2 separate regions of the Oryctolagus cuniculus genome follow, and region 1 is linked to region 2. A link is a contact called in public Micro-C data. All regions are on one chromosome and are shown on one strand. Each heading gives the region's core, a stretch centred on a gene start, on an enhancer-like site or on the middle of the called end of the contact. The rest is flanking DNA. Distances are from core to core; before and after follow the strand shown.

The links. A called contact is a pair of places that touch in the nucleus more often than the background predicts.
Region 1: a contact with region 2 is called in a Micro-C map of ear pinna, with 5 times the contacts expected there. The contact joins the promoter of THAP9 here to the promoter of COPS4 in region 2. A contact is called at or near these places in 2 of 6 Hi-C or Micro-C datasets (ear pinna and an unstated tissue).

Annotation. Positions count from the first base shown.
Region 1 is chr8:82,945,914-82,949,825 of mOryCun1.1, forward strand. It overlaps THAP9 (THAP domain containing 9), which reads right to left and starts at 1,621. Exons shown (of 5, transcript XM_008267662.4): 1 at 1,423-1,621. The coding sequence starts at 1,502. LOC127483186 reads left to right here and starts at 1,744. Exons shown (of 5, transcript XR_011378377.1): 1 at 1,744-2,089; 2 at 2,484-2,584.
Region 2 is chr8:82,816,249-82,820,298 of mOryCun1.1, forward strand. It overlaps COPS4 (COP9 signalosome subunit 4), which reads right to left and starts at 2,019. Exons shown (of 10, transcript XM_002717065.5): 1 at 1,709-2,019. The coding sequence starts at 1,782. LIN54 (lin-54 DREAM MuvB core complex component) reads left to right here and starts at 1,996. Exons shown (of 13, transcript XM_070047949.1): 1 at 1,996-2,092.

The DNA.
Region 1 (3,912 bases), core at 371-2,870, 130 kb after region 2:
TGCAAATGTAATTCAGACTGGGAGGGGTTCCAGGAGGAAAGTCCTCACGGAGGAACCAGGATTCAGGCTTTGAGACAATGAAAAGCCTCAAGGGGAACACCAAGAAAAAAATTTGCATTTAAAAGAGAGCTTCCAGGAAACCCGGAAGGTGAAAAGAAGGGGAAAGAATTTAGCCTTGGGAGAGCGCGGGGCTTCTCATGGAGCAGTCCAAACGATGACAGGTTAAAAACAGGTCCAGGGAAGGACTAAGAACGAACTAGATCTGGCAAGGCCGCGGGTGACCCTCTGCCAGCGTTATTTTATTAGGGCAGCGGGGGCAGGTAGCTGGCTGTGATAGGTAAAAAAGCCCGTGGGACTCGGTGCACACAGTTTTCAGGAGCCTGGTTATAAAGGGAGGAGACTGGTAGGGCAGTGAAAGGCGGTACACAGGATCGAGCTGTGTTTAAAAGCAGGAGTAACAAGAGGGTGCTTACTGGCTCTCAGAACTAACAGTAGATAAAGCAGTTTAAAATAAGAGTAGGGGAATTTACTGAAGGGAGAACATGGCAAGGGAGACAGGAAGCCATACAACTGCTAACACACCGAGGGCCGGAATCAGCCCTAGGTTTTGAAAAATGACTAGTGGGGTCGCGGCCTGCAGTGCCGGTAATCCATAGGGCCGCCGGTTTGAGTCCCGGCTGCTCCACTTCTGATCCAGCTCTCTGCTGTGGCCTGGGAAAGCAGTGGAAGATGGCCCAAGTCCTTGGGCCCCTGAACCTGCATGGGAGACCCGGAGGAGACTCCTGGTTCCTGGCTTTGGATCGGCTCAGCTCCAGCCGCTGCGGCCATCTGGGGAGTGAACCAGCGGATGGAATACTTCTCTCAGTCTCTGCCTCTCAAATAAAACAAGTAAATCGGGTCTACCGTACATAGTCCAAACTCCTTAATCCCGCAACACAAGTCTTTGCCTCCCACTCCTCTACACTGAACCTGCACTTCCCAACTCCTCCCTCTCTGCCCCACTCTTGGCCCAAAGGACACTTCCATGCCCAGATCGGCCAGAGTACGGCCAGGTTAACCGCACTGAACAACCTGCAACGTCAAGGCAGGACAGACGAAACCTGACGTGTGCTCACCCGGGCCCCTCAGTTCTCCCAACCTCCCTCCCTCCCCGGTCTCTCTGGGTGCAGTAGGAGCACCCAGAGAAAGGCAGGCTTCCTTCCAGTAACCCTGTTAAACGCCACTAGGCGAGCAGCAGGCAGAGGGAGACAGAACCGGCAAACTGGGGCTAAGCAGACCTCAACTTTCTGGGCTCCCCCGCCCCGCGCCACGCCGCATCGCGTCACGTGCGCGGCGCCACGCACTGCCCGGGCCCCGCCTCGGCCTACAGCCCGCCAGGCCCGGCGGCGAGAGTGCTGGCTCCCGGGCTGCTCTCACACGCACTGGTGGAAGGAGAGGCCGCGCTCCCGGCTCCGCACGGTGTCCCGCGTGCTGCAGCCCACTGCGCAGCAACTTCGGGTCATCTTCTAATTACGTGGGGTTCCGCCTTCGGGGTTCCCGCGACAGCTTGAATCACGACAACTTAGCTCCGCCCGTTGACTCGGCCGCTACGGCCTTTATTTATTCAGGAAGGCGGGCTTTGGAGGCGCTGGACTCCACCCCCTTTTCCTCTCTGTAGGCGCCGCGCTTGGCGCCGTAGCCAATCGTGAGCCACGTCGCGTCGCAGCGACCAATCGAAAAGGTCGGGGGGAGGGAAGTTGAGACGTGCGCTTGGCCACGCCTCCCTCTCTGTTGGAGGGTGGGTAGCTGGTTTTGTTGCTAACGCTGGGCTCTCCAGGGCTATTCGCCCGTTCTGGTTCAATCCGGTGCCATCGCCTTTGTTTTGAGACTGAGCCTGAGGACGCGAAGCAGAGGAGCAGGCCCCAAACTGAGAGGACTGAGGACGGCGTGCCGATGGGTCTCAGGGTGCGATCTTTGGACCTGGAAGAAAGCGTGAGGGACGAGACGCCGTGCGGTGGAAATCCTGAAGACAAAGTCGAGCTAAAAACGAGGGACTTGAGAGGCCTGCAGCTTTCTGAGGCGGAGAAGACATAGGAGCTGTGGGCTGCAGGTGCATGTTCCGGAGACGCAGAGTGGCGGGCTGGTGAGAGGGGCCGCCGCGTGGAAGCCTCATCCCAGCGCGGAAGTCGGCGAGGGAATGAGATCGGGTGCTTGGGGCTGTGTGGAGCCCACGCGTAGTGAGGATTCCTCCGTGCGGCCGTGGGGCAGGACGGTGTGGGGTGGGCAAGGGGCGTCGTGTCCAGTCTGGGGAGTGAGAAGATGCGCGAACACTGGTTCAGTCAAGCGCGCCGCGTTTACGCTTCGAGATTCCAGTTTTTCACAGACGGAAACGTTAGGTCAATGTAGGACATTGTTTTTGAGAAAATATTAAATACGTTTGTTTTTCTCTCTGTGTCATTTTGTTTTCAAGCAATAGTGTCTGTAACTTTTATTTCCTTCTCCAGCTCACCGAAACGATTCCGGATCCATGGGCCTAGCGAGGTTTCTGCTTTCTGCTGTTGTGTTCACTTTTGCCCAGATTCTAGCCAAAAATATTCATCTCAAGGTATCACTTGCCCTTATGCTACGCTTCTATCTTAATCCGAGTGACGCTAACAGAGCTTTTGCTTACCTTTTCTTAAGGCATGTACTCTTGAGAGTAGTCCGTGAACTTGAAGTTGGTTGGGGGGTGGCGGGGGGGGGGGGGCGGGATGCGAGGCAAATGCTGGCTTGGTTGTGAGAAGATAGGGCTTGAGTTTAAGTAGGGTCAGTTGATGAGACTATTAGATGCTTTTCTGATAGTGTTCGACCAATTAATACCTAATTGAGATAAAAACAAAACTTTTCAGTTGTCTTTAAGGAGAAAATTGGTTGCCTTTTTTGCAGTAGTTTTCTTGAAATTATTTTCCACAAAACTGATTTAAAATGTACAATTCAGTGGTTTGGACAAATGCACATAGTTGTGCAGCTATCACCACGGTTAATTTTAGAGCATTTTTACCACCCCAAAAGGAAAATCCCTTCTTACTAGCTGTCTCCTTTCATCCTCCCTCACTCCAGTCCCCAGAAACCCCCGGTTTACTTTCTGTAATTTGCTTATTAGGTACAGTTCGTGTAAACCGTAATACATTATCTTTTGTGAACATCTTTGACTTTGCAGAATGTTTTCAGAGTTCTTGGTATAGCAAGTTTTCGGTGTGTAATTCCTGTACCTGATGTCATATTGCATTGTGGGGGCTTACCACATGATAATTATCCGTTTATCAGTTGGTAGACATTTAGGTGGTTAACAATTTTTGCTTTCTTAAAAGATTTATTTTTATTTGAGAGACAGAGGGAGACAGAGCTTCCATCCACAGGTTCCAGTATCAACTCACTTTCACAAGTGTGAAGTGAAATGGTATCTTACTGTGGTATTTGCCTTTTTAAGTCCTCAAAAGTCGCTAAGGAACCTGTTGGAGGGTGTACCTTGAATACAGAAACAATGTCTATAGTGAGTTTGAGTCTCTGGCACATGTGTTTTGCTGTGCCACAAGTGTTTCTGAAAAAAACTTCCTGAAAGTGGGAAGGCTTATGGGAAAAATCATTATGGGGTAGACTGATCAAAACCTATGCAAATTGATGATTACCAAAATTAAAAGAAACAGCGATTAGTACCTGAGGGGTACTTTTATCCTTCCCCCCCTTCCATTGAAGATGATTTTAAATGGAGACTGCCATAGCCAGCATTACAGAGCTGGGCTGATGGATGTGAGATGCTACAGATGGAACTGAGAGTCCAGGCTGCTGGACTGCTGTTAAAATGGATTCAGAAGTAGTCAGACCTGCTGGGAGCCTGGAGGGGAGTGGAATGTGGCCACCATCTGCCATTCCCTTAACACAGGCGTTGTGAGT
Region 2 (4,050 bases), core at 769-3,268:
GATTACTTAAAAGTGGTAACAACAATTCGATGGCACTTTCTCTGTGTCAGGTACTGTTCTAGGTGATAAAAGTATAATAAGTAGATATGAAGGTACTTCAAAAGGCTCATGAAAAATAGAATTAAAAATACGAGTTTATCTGAGTGCAAAAATTTTTTTGAAATCCATGCAGTCTTGGGGCCTGCACTGTAGCATAGCAAATAAACCCGCTGCCTATAGTGCTGGCATCCCATGTGGGTGCTGGTTTGAGTCCTGGCTGCTCCACTTCTGATCCAGATTCCTGCTAATGCGCCTGGGAAAGCAGTAGAAGATGGCTCAAGTGCTTGGGCACCTGCCCCCCTGGGTGATGAAGTTCCTGGCTCCTGGCTTCAGAAAGGCCCAGCCCTGGCCATTGCGGCCACTTAAGGAGTGAACCAGCAGATGGAATATCTCTCTCCCTCTGTCTCTCCCTTTCTCTTTGTAACTGATTTCCAAATAAACAATTAAAGGAAAAAAAAAAAAAAAGAAATCCATGCAGTCTTTTCACAATAAACAGTTTCCACATACTAAAAAGTTCTTCTCTCAGGAACTTCTGCACCAAAATAAATCCATAATTTCATTTTCCCACAAATTCCATGTTCCCTCATATATGAGTATATGCACATATTCATTTTTGTCCTCAGGCAAACTCAAACAAGAATAAGTCCTTTTATTAGCCCCATTTCCCTCAGCGAGAAATGCAGCAAAGTAGGTAAAGCTGCGATATACAGCTGTCCTGCTCACCCACATAAGTTGATTACATTTACCACCAGAAAAAAAGGCAGCACAGCCTACAGTTAAAAAAAAAAAAAAAAAGTAGCAATGTCAATGCCTAGGTCAAAGCAGGTGATCTCAGCTGTCAGGATGTAAATATTTGGTTCGACTTGAGAAGCCTACTTTATATAAACAGAAAGCATGTTCCTTACAAACGAGCAGTGCTGTCAAATCTGCAAAGGCAGCGGAGGCGACAGGCGCCTACCTATCCCTAACACTGCTGAGCAATCGCCTGCGGGACAAGCACGGGTCACACATTCTAACAGGCGGTGAACCTATGTAGTCTACAAACACTTCGACGAAATGCCTACACAATCCAGATTCCTGCAAAGATCAATACTTAGGATGCTAAGCCACGATGGCAGAACACTCCGCCTTCCTCAGGCTGCTGGCGAGGAGAGCACCCAACACACATGGACCCAGCAAAGATGGTCTGAGTGGCTCCGGACCACAGGGCAGCGGCCATGCCTCCTCCGTCCCCGTGAACCCCGAGAGCCCATCTGCCCCGGAAAACTCCGCATCGAGACGCCAGCATAGAAATTTCCCTCATTCTAAAAGAGGGAAAGAGATCCAGAGCCAGCCCGGGGGGTGAGCGGCCAGGCCGCTACGGGAAAGAGCACCAGGGAAGCGTGCGGAGGCCCGGGGAGCAGTCGTCCCGCTGACCGCGCTTCCCGAATGCAGAGGGACCAGGAAGGACGCCACGGAGGACTGGACACGCTGACAGTCACCCCGCGCCCCTGGCCTCCTGAGCCTCTGCACAAGGTCCGGTCCCCGCAACACTCACCGCCCCAGCCGCTCTCAGGCCCGCCCCCTCGGTCGTCAGGCCTCGAACACGAGGGTGGCGGTCAGCCCAAGGAGAACTATGGCTTCCTTCCCCACTCTCTTCCCCACTCTCTTGCTCTCGGGAAACACTCACTTGCCCGCCAGATCTTTATGAGAGCCGCTCGAATTCATGAGCTGGGCCAAATCCTGTCGCACGGCTGCCGCCATCTTTCTTCCACCTCAGCCTTGGCTGAGGGGGCCCCTCACAGCCTCAAAGAAAACGAGTATGGTCCTCCGGAGTGGGGCCAGAGAGAACCAAGGATACCACAGAGTAGCCCCTACGCGGGCCAGAGCGTCAGTGGGTGGGGCGGGACCTGAGCTACCTCCGCCCTCCGGGTTGAATGACACGGCGCTTCACTCCTCACGTCCCAGGCCCGCCCTGGCCTCTCCCACAGGCGCTGGCTCTCACGCTCCGACTTGGGATTGGCTGATGAACTTGAAGGGAGTGTGTCGCTTGTGCAGCTCCAGTAAGGGCTCGGTACGTACAACTACTGCGTTTGCGCTAAGGTCCGTGTTTCACGTTTATGGTTTATTCTTCGTTCGTTAAGGCAGCGCTGAAACTACGTGTGGTAAAGGGCGAGTTTTTTGTTTATTTCCAATTCACCACAGACCAGTGCTTTTTAAAAATAAGATAAAAAATGTCCGCGTCCCACCCACCCCCACACACACACCAGGTATCTTTTTTAATGTTTGATCATACATCCCATGTGTCCAGGACAGTACCATTTTTAGTCTGGTGTCCTGAGGTATTTATTAACACCTCTTTTCATTCTAGAAACGACTCCATCTGAGTGACAAAGTATATGTTCACTCGCCCTTTATAGGTGATTGCATTCATCACTCATGTATCTTATATATGTGTGTATATATATTCTATATATATGTATTATATAAAACATGTATTATTATATATAATGTGTATTTTATATATATATATATATATATTCTATAAATCCCTAGAGAATTTCTGAAAGAAGTAGAAATCTGTGTATCTCCTTCCTTTTACAATGAGAAGCACATTGTTTCATTGTTCTGCTCTTGAATTTTTCACTTTTCCTGGCGATCTTACCATTTAAGTCCAGTCTTTTTTTTATTATTTTTGGACAGGCAGAGTGGACAGTGAGAGAGAGAGACAGAGAGAAAGGTCTTCCTTTGCCATTGGTTCATCCCCCCAATGGCCACTGTAGCTGGCGCGCTGCGGGCGCACCGCGCTGATCTGAAGCCAGGAGCCAGGTGCTTCTCCTGGTCTCCCATGCAAGTGCAGGGCCCAAGGACTTGGGCCATCCTCCACTGCACTCCCGGGCCACAACAGAGAGCTGGACTAGAAGTGGAGCAACCGGGACAGAATCTGGCGCCCCGACCAAGACTAGAACCTAGTGTGCCGGCGCCGCAGGCAGAGAATTAGCCTATTGAGCCATGGCGCTGGCCTAAGTCCCATCTTAAAAGTCATTCGTTTTAGAGGTGGAGAGTACTACCTAGTGAAGGTATGCCAAAATTTACTTAATCCTTATAGGACATTTAAGTCTAGGGAGTGAGACATTATAATTGTAGTTATTGTTATTGTTTTTAAGAAAGGGAGAGACACAGGGTAAACTCCCGTTTCCAGCCAAAGCCAGGAGCCAGGAACACAGTCCAGACTTTCCTGTATGGATGACAGGAACCCAACCACTTGAGACATCACTGCTGCCTCCCAGAGTCTGCATTGCCAGGAGCAGAGCATGGATGGAGCCCAGGCACTCCAGGATGGGATCTGAGCATCCTAACTGCCAGAACAAACAGCCACTCCTGCAATGAATAACTTTTCCTGTACATCATTTTATATAGAATTATGTACCAGCAAAACACATTCCCAGAAATGACTCAAAGGAGACATACTTAAAATTGTGATATATATTGTAAAGTTTCACTTGATAGGGATGCTATCATTTTGCCCTCCTACCAGAAGTATCTAAGAGTGCAATGTCTTACAGTCTTGCCTACAAAATTCAAACCTTTGAACTTTTTGCCATCTCGAGATGTGATAATTGGCATATTTCCTCTATTGCAAAGGAGAAAAAAAAAGTCCAGAATAAATTCCTTTTAAGAAAGTAAAGTGGAAATTGCCCACATCAATTCAGATCCCATTCCACTGGCAAGAATGCCTAATAATAGTGATTCTGGAAACTTAATTTCCCCTTGTGTTGCCTTGTGCTCACAAAGAAAAGGAAAGGGTGAACATAGTGGTACAAACAGTAGTTACTGCTATGATCTGTTCTGTTCACCTAAAAATCTTTGTGTCCTTCACAGGACAACATACTCCCTCCCTAAGGAAAGAGTTCAACTTCTCATTCAGTTGTGTCTAAGGACAATCTGGTTTAAACTAGATTTATTTGGCTTTATTTTCTTTCTCTTTTTAATTTTTTAAAAATTTATTTGACAGAGTTATAGACAGAGAAA